Linked DNA regions of Mus musculus: region 1 is linked to region 2. A link is a contact called in public HiChIP or PLAC-seq data. All regions are on one chromosome and are shown on one strand. The core of a region is the stretch at or near the end of the contact, and the rest is flanking DNA. Distances in the headings are between cores, read along the strand shown.

The links. HiChIP or PLAC-seq counts read pairs in DNA pulled down with a chosen protein or histone mark.
Region 1: an H3K4me3 HiChIP or PLAC-seq map of bone marrow-derived macrophages shows a contact between it and region 2, with 4 times the contacts expected there. The contact joins the enhancer-like site here to the promoter of Mnat1 in region 2. A contact is called at or near these places in 10 of 39 promoter capture datasets (the 3T3-L1 cell line, the HPC-7 cell line, cranial neural crest and 7 more), 1 of 484 Hi-C or Micro-C datasets (myocytes) and 7 of 115 datasets of contacts at active chromatin or transcription factors (bone marrow-derived macrophages, craniofacial prominence, embryonic hindbrain and 3 more).

Annotation. Positions count from the first base shown.
Region 1 is chr12:73,561,863-73,567,722 of GRCm38.p6, reverse strand. No RefSeq gene overlaps it. Among named protein-coding and RNA genes, the nearest start is that of 2210039B01Rik, 16 kb to the right of the region's middle. Within about 2 kb of position 2,287, at least 46 of the 459 cell types and tissues checked have an H3K27ac peak or open chromatin away from gene starts, as enhancers often do. A contact at or near this core is called in bone marrow-derived macrophages, where this site is marked.
Region 2 is chr12:73,120,626-73,126,925 of GRCm38.p6, reverse strand. Mnat1 (menage a trois 1) reads right to left here and starts at 3,209. Exons shown (of 8, transcript NM_008612.2): 1 at 3,000-3,209. The coding sequence starts at 3,088.

The DNA.
Region 1 (5,860 bases), core at 1,038-3,537, 440 kb before region 2:
TTTATAAATGAGACCATAGCTTCTCTCCATCAGAACAAGGAAGAGCGTGGTGCTCTCATGCTCTCTGTGCTGCAGATGGGACACAGGATTTAGTGGCTGACTGCCTGGCCCAAGTCGAGCTCCCCTCATTGCTGGATAAGTTAAGAAATGTCTTTGTGGGGCTGGAAAGATGGCTCAGCAGTTAAGAGCACTGACTGCTCTTCTGAAGGTTCTGAGTTCAAATCTCAACAACCACATGGTGGCTCACAACCATCTGTAATGAGATCGGATGCCCTCTTCTTGTTGTTGTTGAAGACAACAACAGGGTGTGTCTGAAGACAACTACAGTGTACTTACATATAATAAATAAATAAACCTGAAGGAAAGAAAGAAAGAAAGAAAGAAAGAAAGAAAGAAAGAAAGAAAGAAAGAAAGGAAGGAAGGAAGAAAGAAAGGAAGAAAGGAGGGAGGGAGGGAGGGAGGGAGGGAGGAAGGAAGGAAGGAAGGAAGGAAGGAAGGAAGGAAGGAAGGAAGGAAGGAAGGAAGGAAAATGTCTTTGTATCTTGATTTTCTTGTCTCTACACTGGGAGTGTCAGTTGATAGCACCAGCTCCAAGGGGCTCTCTTGTAGAATGAGTTGATGTATACAAATTGCTTTATAAAGCATGTCCTTGCACGCTGAAGTTTTTATGCTTGTTATAGAAGAATGGATTCAAGCACTTGGAGTTTTTTAAGGAGGCCTGTGTGCCTACCTGAAAGTCGAGCAAATGCCTCCAAAGACAGGCCTTGACACTCTCCAGTGATAGGGTAGTTGGTTTTTTCTCTGAATAAATGTTTGAAGTTTTCAAACCCTTCAATTTTAAATAAGTTTTTTTTAAGTACTGAAATGAAAGATTTGGGCCAGAACACCAAAACAAGACTTAAACCTTCGAATCAAGTGAAAACTTGCCTTAACCTCAATTTGCTGCATGATTCTTAGAAATGGGAAAATTGTTCTGTGAACAGCAGCGGGGTGCAGCTGAGGGAGGACGCAGTCCCCTCCCAGAGGCAGTGCACAGCCCAAGGGAAGGGCTCACAGGTTGTCCACAGAAGTTTCATGTTCTCATTGGGTCCATAGAAAGTGCCACAGCTGCCACAGATGTGGGGTCATCTCTGCATCAGCCAAGACAACTAACCTGGCTTATAAGGAGTGAGTAAGGAACTGGGAGTGTAGCTCAGTGGTAGGACACTTGACTAGTGCGTGTAAGACCCTGTGTTCTCAGAACCACAAATGTAAACCAAAATATAATATAAAATGCATTTAGTGAGTAGAATGGAGACTATGGGCTAGTGACAGTTTAGGTAGGTCTTCAGGCATGCAACAAGTATTTATTGAGCACCAACTGTATACATAATACTAGGCTGGACTGGTAGAGACAGGTAGGATAGATATATGATTCTAGTCAGAAGAATAAACAGACTTACAAGGGTTGCGATCCAGTGTGAGATGGGTCCCAAGTGCTTCTGAGAACCCACCCTAAGTAGAGACGGCTGTGTGAGGATCCTTCCCCTATAGGAAATGGAGGATGGGAGAGGTAGGAATTGACAACCAATAGATAGGTGCAGAGGCTGAAGAGAGAGCAAACTGCCAGAGAGCACTGAAAGGCGTATCCTACAACAGATTGTAGAGGCAGAAGAGACGGGGCCAGAGGTGAAGGCTGGCCCAGGGTCTTATGGGTAAGGAGGTTAGATCTGTCTTCAGGAAGGTAAGAGGCCATCGGGAATTCTCATCAGGTGCCAGACACAAGACACACATTATACATACATTATACCAGGATCACACTGGCTATAGTTGTAGTGGGGTCGTGAGACCAAAATCTAGCAGATGTTTGACCAATCATTATCCGAGTGACCTAATCCGTGGCCCGATAGCACAGAGCGAATGCCAACAACTGGGGCACTGGAGAGCAGATGGGCAGTGGGGTGGCAGACCTGGCATTGTGTATACTGTGGTGGGAACAGAAGGTCCTCCTTACCTCTCAGCTCTTACCTAAGGCGGCTGCGTGTTAAACACGGGCTCTCACTCCCCAAGAGAGGGGAGCGTGAGCCGGCCTTAGGCGCAGAGAGACTCATTTCAGATGATTTAACTTTCAAAATACCCAGGGACTTTCAAGTGGAAGACGCCAACACTCCAACTGAAGATACAGTGGGAAACATCAACACCGAAGCGGTTATGCCATCCAGGCTGCAGGGGAGGCTGCTGAGAGAGCTGTGGAAGGAGAGGTCTTTCCTCGGTGCAGAGCTCTGGAGTGAAGGCTGGAGAGGAGACGGACAGGAAGACTGCCGGCATCATCTGGCCGCTGTACCTAGGGGATGAAGTCTAAGGGAAGCCTCAGTACAGCAGCTTCCATTAACTGAATACTGGTGAGGGTAACAAAAAGACCTCTGCGGCTAAAACCAACCAGTTCTCGTTTCCTTCGCCTCAGATCGTTGATAAACGAATTTGGACCCTCTTTGCATGTAGATGCTTTGAATGGCGATAAACCTCAGGAGGGCAAGATTTGGTTAAATTATCACAAACTATAAGCCTCTGTAAAAATGTGTAAGTACGAGGCTCAGTAGGGGAGGGAAAGTGACAATGTCCCGTGAGGCTTGGAGAGGCGCTGCAAGGGAGATTTTTCCACACAAGGGAACCTCATTTGAGACTGTGAATTTGATCTGGATTTCCGTTCAATATGCCATGCAATACTGGAAATTTTATATTAAGTTGTTTATATATTCATTGAAATAATAGCATGAATATTTTAACTATATATGAATAGAATAACGACCGTGACTCCTGGACGGACTAGAATTTCCAGCACTTTTCATATTTAGAAATGCATAGCGCCATCTAATGGTCACAAGTCATAAAAAGAAAGAGGAAGAAAAAATAAAACTGATACAAGTAAAATCTAACACATTTCAAAGTTGTTCAGTTAACTGTTTTTGTAAATAATAATTTTATCTCTTCCAAACTCACTGCCAAACTGGGCGGCAGATTACCTCCACCCAGAGTGTCTCTGTGGAGCATTTTAGGTTGAAGTATTTCCAAACAAGGATTTCCAAACATTTGTACATTTTTTTAAATCAAAAAAATCATTCTAAATACCTTGGATAAAACAGAATGTTCATTTCATTTTTAAAGGTATAATTAAGTTAAAGAGTTCAATAGAAGCCTTATCTTGTTTTTTTGTTTTTTTGTTTTTTTTTTTTTTTTTGTAAGATTAAAATGTGGCCCGTCTTCTATACAGACGGTAATTATTGCTGCCATGGTCCTTGCAGCCCCTTGAGACGTGGGGAGGGAGGGGTGACTGCGCGATTTAATGAAGCTTATCTCTGCTGACTCTGAGGCGGCAGCCTGCGACTTGGCCCTTCCACAGCTCAATCCTGGGGTCAAAAGAGATTTTCCATTGCTCAAACAGGCCACTTAACCTGGGACACAAGTGAGAGGAGCCACAGCAACCTCGAGAAAAGGTGGGAAAGCTGCACAGTCTGCCCAGGCCGGCCCTGAGGGGCAGCTTGCCTTGCTTCCCCAAGAACGGAACTCTAAACTTTGCCACCCAGCTCGGTGGCTTGCTCAGAACTTTCATCTAATCCTTCTAACACAGCTTGAATCAGACTCTAAACGAATTGAGAGCCCCAAATGAGAACTGATTTTAAAGTATATTGTTCTAGGAGGGCTACAAAAAAAAAGAGTAAAGGGGGTAAGATCTGACCATGATACATTATACACATGTATGAAATTTTCCAGAGTAATAAAAATTACTAATTTTAAAATTTAAATAATTTCTTAAAAAATTAAGTATACCATTTGACTCTCCTTCACAATATAGGTATATTGGACAACAAAAACCTCTACGATATGATGCTGATGTTTTTACTTCTTGTTTATCCCTGACTGTATTTGGAGAGTGCAGGTCACTTGTTGCCTAGCAGATTGCTTGTACACAATTGAAGATACATCTTGAATTAACGTCTAGGACTACCAGACTCGTGGGAGAGTTTCCATGATGGGAAGAAAACAAACAAACAAAAAATTAAATCAATAATAAAAAGAAATAAAGGAGGGGTGGATGGGCGAGAAGGAGAAGGAACAGCAAAGAATTTGAGTTGGAAGGTAAGTTATTTATTGAGGATTTTGTCATTTGCCCATTGAGTGTTAGAAATGATTTTCAAAAATTGGCAGTAATAGTGACAGCCACATTAAGCCATTGCTTTTTTTTCTTCTCTAGGGGCTAGAATGTGTTTTACATGGAAGTGGGCAGCAGTACAGGGGGGGCTGGGGTGGGAGACAGGGGGATAGGGTTAAGAACTGTGGCTGCATGCTGTGGAGACCCCATGCTCACCACTGGGGCTTTCCTGGACTCAGCATATCTTGTACGTGCCCTGGCTCGCCAGCAAGAACAACACTGCAACAGGATCCTTCTGCACACGTTTATTGGGAGAGCTTGATTGCAGAGGCGAAGAGACCCCCCCCCCCCAGCCCAGAACTGGTGCTGCTTATATAGGCCTAGGAGAGGCGTGTCTCACACCCGGATTGGTTATCCACTATACCTCATTTGCATGTTCCTCATCTGATTGGTTACTCTCTCTCAGTACCTTACAGAACCTCATTATCATACATCATTTGCATGTCTCACATCTGATTAGTTATACTTGCAGAACCTCATTATCATACATCATTTGCATGTCTCACATCTGATTGGTTATACTCTCAGAACCTCATTATCATGCCCTGGGCCAGGCAGTGTCTTGGCAAAAAACTTTACTGCATATGTACACATTGGTTGTTTGTCCAAACTTATGCGTGGTGGCCAGCAGTAGCCAGCGCCACTCTGCAATGGTACATTTGGCTTCCCACATCCATACAGTGAGCTGCTGAGGTTAAACATGAACTGTTGCTGTGGTCCATGGGTTTGGATACTCACGTCGTCTTCTGCTAGCGACTGTTTTGAAAAGTTGTGGAACCTCTAGGAGCCCAGCCTCTGTCTTCTCTTTTCTTTTGGCTGCAGACACTGCATAACCAGCCACCTTGAGGTCCTGTAGCCAGGCCTTCCCTTCATGAAGTTTTCCTTCAAACTGTGATGAAAGCAAGCCTTCCCTCCCTGAGATGCCTCCTGTCTATCATCTGATCACATACACAAGGACAGTAACAAATGCACATGCACTGTCTTGCCTGAACCTCGCCAGCTCCCTTTAAGGGAGTTCTTGACACTCTGTTGAGCAGCTTTGAAGAAACTAAAAAGGCTTTCCTTCTTTCTTGAGCTCAAGTCCCTTGAGGTCTATATTAGGCTGGTGTCTTAGGGTCTTACTGCTGTGAACAGACACCATGACCAAGACAACTCTTATAAGGACAACATTTAATTGGGGCTGACTTACAGATTCAGAGATTCAATCCATTATCACCAAGGTGGGAGCACAGCCATATCCAGGCAAGCATTAGTGCAGGAGGAGCTGAGAATTCTACATCTTCATCTGAAAGTCACTTGGAAAAGACTGACTTCCAGGCAGCTAGGATGAGGGTCTTAAAGCTCATGCTCATAGTGATACACCTACTCCAACCAGGCCATACCTCCTAATAGTGCCACTCCCTGGGCCAACCATATACAAGCCCTCACAGCTAGAGATATAGTGCAGCTGAAGATGCATGCATGGATGCATGCGTGAATATGTGCATGGGTGCAGGAAGCACTCGGGTTGATCTTCAGCTCCATATAAACCAGGGGTGGTGGTGCACACCTATAATGCCAGCATCCAGGTGGCAGAGGCAGGAGGATCAGAAATTCAGAGATTAGCTCTGGCTACATGGTGCATTTAAGGCTAGCCTGGGATACAGAAGACCCTGTATCATAGGGAAGAGA
Region 2 (6,300 bases), core at 1,960-4,459:
CCAAGCTTAATTCTCATTATTCTCACTCCATATACCATCTTAGGTTCTATTTGCTAAGTAAGTTAGGAAGCAAATTGACAGACTGACTCCTAAAACCATTTTTATTACGTATGTGTACTTACTTGGAGAAAGAGTGTGTCTCTGAGATCAGAGGACAACTTGCAGGAGCTGGGTTTTCTCCTCCCACTAAAAAGGTCCCAGGGATTAAACTCAAGCTAACCATATTGCAGGCCCCAAAAAATTAGTGTTTCACTTAGGATACTGGCAATATCTTTTCATACATGAGAGTAAATTAACTCTTAAATTTACTTGAACTCTCCCTCAAGTAATCCCTCACAATGTATGACAAATTTTCACTAAGTTTACACCTTAAATGGCCAATCTAGAATTGAGAGTCAAGAGGGCTATCATAATATTTGTGAGATATACTTCATGCTTCCTTTTCAAAAAGTTATAAGAAAACTAATTCTATTTCTGTTTATACTTATAAAGAGCTAGGCAATTAATATGCTATCATTTCTGGCTCTTACAGATAAAATTTTCATCTTAACAAATAATCCTTAAGGTTTAACATACAATTTCCTGTTATCCGTTTGGATGTTAGGGCACAAATTTGACAATAAAACTTCCTAGAAAAGAAGTACTAGAAGGTGTCAATAAAGACAAAACCCTATGAAAGAAACTCTGATACCAAAGTTCCCTCCCAGACAGCCTAGGCTACTAGCTAGTTCAAGGCCAACTTGAGTTACAAAGCAAAATTCTGTCTCAAAAAAAGAAAAAGGAAAGAAAGTGTGGAGAGGAGATCTGGAGAGCCAGCTCAGTGGGTGAGAACACTTGCTGTGCAAACAGAAGGTCCTGAGCTCAGATACTTGTACCCACACAAAAAGCTGCACATGGCCTCAAGTGCCAGTAACCCCAGCACGATGAGAGCAAGTGTGGGAAAGTTTGTGCGGCTGAAATTCTCAATGAAGCCTCCTCCCTGACCAGAGAACTCACGGAGGATACCCACACGTTTTCGAGCAACCCCCAAGGATGAGTGCCTTCTGTTCTGCCCAATCAAGGTGCTGTTTCCTAATGTGTACATCTCTATATATTACTCAAAATAAATAAACACCACTTACTAATTATTCTCACCAACAAATACATCAGTGAAATATAAATATGATAAAACTCAATACACCTAATCATTTTGATTTAACACAGAGGACAGAGAAACACAGTAGACAAAGCCAAAGAGACTATTCAGTAAGCAAAAAATCCAGACTCTTAGGCAGGAAAACTCCATCACTACAATAATCCAGTACAAAAGAAAAGAAATGGAACAGCTACATCATAGATGAACAGCTACATCATAGACACACACACACACACACACCACACATGGGGGTTGAGAGGCTTTGGGGCCGGCAAAAAGAATGTTAAAGCCAGAGATGAGAGGGAGTGCCATGGAACAGCCCTCGAGTGCACACCACAGCAACAGCCATCTGCCCTTCAACATTCCATCACAAACACAGAGGGTACCCAGTGGTGAGTGGGGGAGAATGTGTCTCAGTGGTGCAGCTGGTGGAGAATTTGGGATGAAGTTCGAAGGGAATTAAAGGAGGATAGAGTGGGGATGAAGGACGAACATGATCTCAATATTTTTTCAGAGCTAAAATAAGTGACACAGAAATTTTGCAAAACTTTTCTAAAAATCTAACAGTCTGCTAGTCATGGTAGTGCATACCTGAAATTCTAACACTTTTAGTCAGAGAAGAATCTAAAGTTTTAAAGTCAGGCTGGACTAACACTTGATGCCCAGTCTTAACAAGCACCTAATTATATACCAGCAGTATTCCCTCATTGCCACAGTTCATGCATTCCAGTTGACTGCCTTTTCTGGATTTTTAATCTTAAACCATCCAGACACAGTTACGCTGTCTAAAGCAAAATAAAAGTTAATTAGGAAAAGAGACCCTGTCGTGGAAAAAAAAAAAAAAGAAAGACCAATTAAGGAAATTAATAATCACATTATGACAATTATATATATAGCTCATTGTGCAAATTTCTGCCTGAAGACCTTGTCTACCACATTGTACTTTACCTTTTCCTTCCGGAGGAAGACTGAGCCTATAGGAATATTGTGCTCACAACTTTATAGTACCTTTAGTCTCAGACTATCTTTTACTTAAACCACTTCTCCATAAAAAACTGACAAACACTTTAACCAAAACTCTGCATTTATTCTTCAAAACATTTATACAAAAAAATCACTCGCCATCCTTTCACCACTGAGCAACCAAAATACACTTACTTCCCAGAGCCACTTCCTGGGATCCATACTCCTACGACCCACAATCCTGAGAAATCTCAGGATCATTTCCGGTGAGGAAGAAACTATACCTGCATAAACTTATCAAGAGATGGCTCACGGTAAGACTCTACAGTGCCTGGAACAAAATGAGCACGCAATAAAAGCCAACCATTATCTAGCTACAAAGTAACTGCCTTAAGTCTGTATTTTCTTCCTTTACATGATTTAAGTCTAACATAACTCATCAGGACACGTATACATACACAGAAGGCTTTCCAACTAGTTCACTCGATCAACAGCAACAGTATACACCCAAAGTAAGTTTTCAGTTCTCTTTTCAATTAAAAAAAAAAAACATTTATTAAGAAATTAAAGATTCTAATCCCTCACGCTTTCAGCCAGACATCTGTCTGGAGTCTAGCTAACAACACATAGCTGGAAAAATTCGAGATTTTCACTGGCTGGAAAGGTGGATGAGGGTCAACCTGCCAAACTTCTGCTTGCCACAATCAAAACTCCAGTTTCAAAGTAGGCCAGAAAAGATAGGGGCGAGCGGCTACGAACCTTTTAAAGGATCGACGCTCCCTTTTTGCATCCCCCTCCCCCACTGTTTAGACGAACCACACCCTTTATTACCCCCCAGCGGCCTCCTGGCATCTCCCAGGGCTGTCCTCCCACCCCAGGAATCCACGGTCGCCAGACTCACAGAGTGTGTCCGCACACGTTCACCATCAGCTTCAAAGAAGGGTTCCGGTACTTGGTGGTCTTACACCTGGGGCAGCCCTGGTCGTCCATGGCGTCTCTTCGGCTTTGGATTTTTTTTTTTCCTCCACACGGATTTCAGCCACTGCCACCTACAAGAACCCCCAGACCAGATGTCAACTAAGCTGCTACCAACAGGCACTTGGCCGGAATGGTCCTTCGCGAAAGAGCACCGGCTGGAAGCCAGGCGCTGCAAAACAAACGTTCCGGGAGCGAGTTCTCCGTTCCAGCCGCTACAGTTCCAACCTAACCTTAGGTGAATCAGTTCAGTATCTTGGGATGGGAGAACGGATGCTTTTAAATTACACACCTCTTGCCTAATTACATTTTACAAGGAACCATATCATATCAAAAAGATAAATTCTTGTTTCGTTTGGAAACATCCACATGATTTCAAAGATTTATGCTGGTATGAAGTCAATAACACAAACTAGTAGTCTCTTTTAGAAAATTGGACAGTCTGTACTGTAGATGTCTTCATAGTTGTGTAATCAGAACATAATTTGATTCACATATATGAAGATTAGAATAATGCTAAGTGTAGTGGCTCACACCTATAATACCAGCACTAGGAAGGCTGAAGCAGGAACCAGCCATGAGTTGGATCTAGGCTCCATACTGAATTCTGTACAGCCTGGGCTACCTAAGGAGACACTGTCTCCAAAATAAATAAATATATAACAAAAAAAAATAAAAACAAAATAAAAAACAAGATAAATTGTTTACATTCATAAAAATTATCTAAATGCAATTCTTTGTACAAATTCTTACTAAATGTCAGAATACTTCTATAAATAATATCTAGTACCTGTTCCTACACAAAGGCCTTCCCCTCAAGACTGCCAGGCAAGCTGAATTGTACAACCTAACTCTCATATGTCTTGCCCCCAATAAAAGACCTCATTTATTTTCCAAAATGTTAAATAAAAGGTTATTTTATAAAGCAATTCGAGCAGGGCAGTGGTGGCATACACCTTTAATCTCAGTATTCAAGAGGCAGGAACAGGTGGATCGCTGAGTTCCAGCCAGTCTGGTCTGCAGAGCAAGTCCCAGGACAGCCAGGGCTACACTCAGAGAAACCCTGTCTCCAAAAACAAATTTAAAAAAAGAAAGAAAGAAAGAAAGAAAGAAAGAAAGAAAGAGAGAGAGAGAAAGGAGAGAGAGAGAGAAAGAAAGAAAGAGAGAGAGAGAAAGGAGAGAGAGAGAGAAAGAAAGAAAGAGAGAGAGAGAAAGGAGAGAGAGAGAGAGAAAGAAAGAAAGAAAGAAAGAAAGAAAGAAAGAAAGAAAGAAAGAAAGAGAGAGAGAAAAAGGCACACAACTTTATTTCAGCAATCCCAAAACTCTGAGGACCTGATTCTCTCTGGGAATTGTAAGCCACATTTATTGTATTAACAAGAATACAGAAGTCTTTTTTGTTTATTTTGTTTTTTGAGACAGGGTGACAGCACTTCTCTGTGTAACCCTGCCTGTCTTGGATTTGCTTTGTAGACCAGGCTGGCCTCAAACTCATTGAGATCCGCCTGCTTCTGCTTCCCAGGTGCTGGGATCAAAGGTGAGGGCCACCACGCCTAGCCAAATAGATGCCTTAGAAAGGTCTATTAGATAATGAATTATTCTTACGGTAAGGGACAAGTCTTCTCCACCTCTGAGATAAGGATTTATTGATACTTAACAAAGGCTTAATGGAGACTAAATGAATTCATAAAAAGGCCATCAAATAACAGTGAAATGTGGACATTTTTAATGCCAAGCATTTTTGTAATCACCTCCATCTAACTGAAATTCTGTCTGAAGTAAACTTGTAGACAGGTTGCCTTGGTTTGGTTTGCTTGTTGGTATGAGGTGTGGTTCATTTTTTAATATTTTTATTCTAAGTAGTGTGTGTGTGTGCGTGCTCATGTGCTGCAGCATGCCTGTGGTGGCCACAGCACAGCTTACAGGAGTTAGCTCCCTACCGTGTGAGTCCTGTAGAGGAACTCAGATCATTGGGCTTGGTGACAGGTGCCTTTCCTTGCTATGCCGTGTCACCAGTCCTGTTCCATGTTTTGTTTTAATATTATTTTATTACTTACTTGAGAATTCCACACAATTTATTTTGATCATATTCAGTGCTCTTCCACAACTACTAGGTCCACGCTCAGCCACTCCCTTCCTACCCACCCAACATCATCTTGTTCTCTCTTCTCTCTCTCTCTCTCTCTCTCTCTCTCCCCTCTCTCCTCTCTCTCTCTCCTCTCTCTCTCCTCTCTCTCTCCTCTCTCTCTCCTCTCTCTCTCTCCTCTCTCTCTCTACTCTCTCTCTCTCCTCTCTCTCTCTCCTCTCTCTCTCCTCTCTCTCTCCTCTCTCTCTCTCCTCTCTCTCTCTCTCTCTCCTCTCTCTCTCCTCTCTCTCTCCTCTCTCTTCCTCTGTGTGCCTCTTTCTCCTCTCTTTCCCTCTTTGTTGTCTCTCTCTTTATGCCCCCCTTCCCATCCAGGTCCATTTGTGTTGGCCAACTACTCTTAGGTTTGGGGCCTACCCTGGAAGAGATAGTGACCACTCCACATAAGAAAAGTGAGCTTTCCTTTCCTGGAAGTTACCAGATGTCAATAGTTCCTCAGCTAATGATGGATGTGGTGTAATATGTAACGGACTATGTGATCACTCCTGTTTTATGACTTGTTTTTTTTTTTTCTTCAAGCTCTCACACTCACCTGGACTCACTGTGTAGTCCAGGCTGACCTCTAACTCGAGGCAGTCCTCCTATCTCAGTATCCAGTGTGCTGGGATCCCAAGTATGAGGCACCATACTTGTCTCAATCAAGTTTTTCCAAATTATCCCAGGACTTGAATACCAGTTGTATCCATTCTCAGTCATTTTACCTCTTTACAGAACTTTCCCCCTTCAATAAAAACATAAAGGAAACAGCTCCACCTCTTAAAACCTGGACACAGTAGACATCCCTGGTTAGGGTTTCCATATGTTATGGAGGGAAAGCATGACAAACAGCTACATATCACATTCCAGAGGAAGCAGGCCATGATGGCTCAAGGCTTGACACCAGTATATAAGGATCAGTGACTCACTTTATAAACTCTATTATCTCCTTGATCATAATGCTGTCCACCTATCAAAGTTAATCAAATCCAAGCTCACTAAAGGAAAAAAACATGAAAAGCCTTACTGACCTAGAGGCCTGTCACGTTGCACTTATTGATTTTAAAAGGCCTTAGTAAACTTATCACTAGATGTGAACCTCTACAAAAAT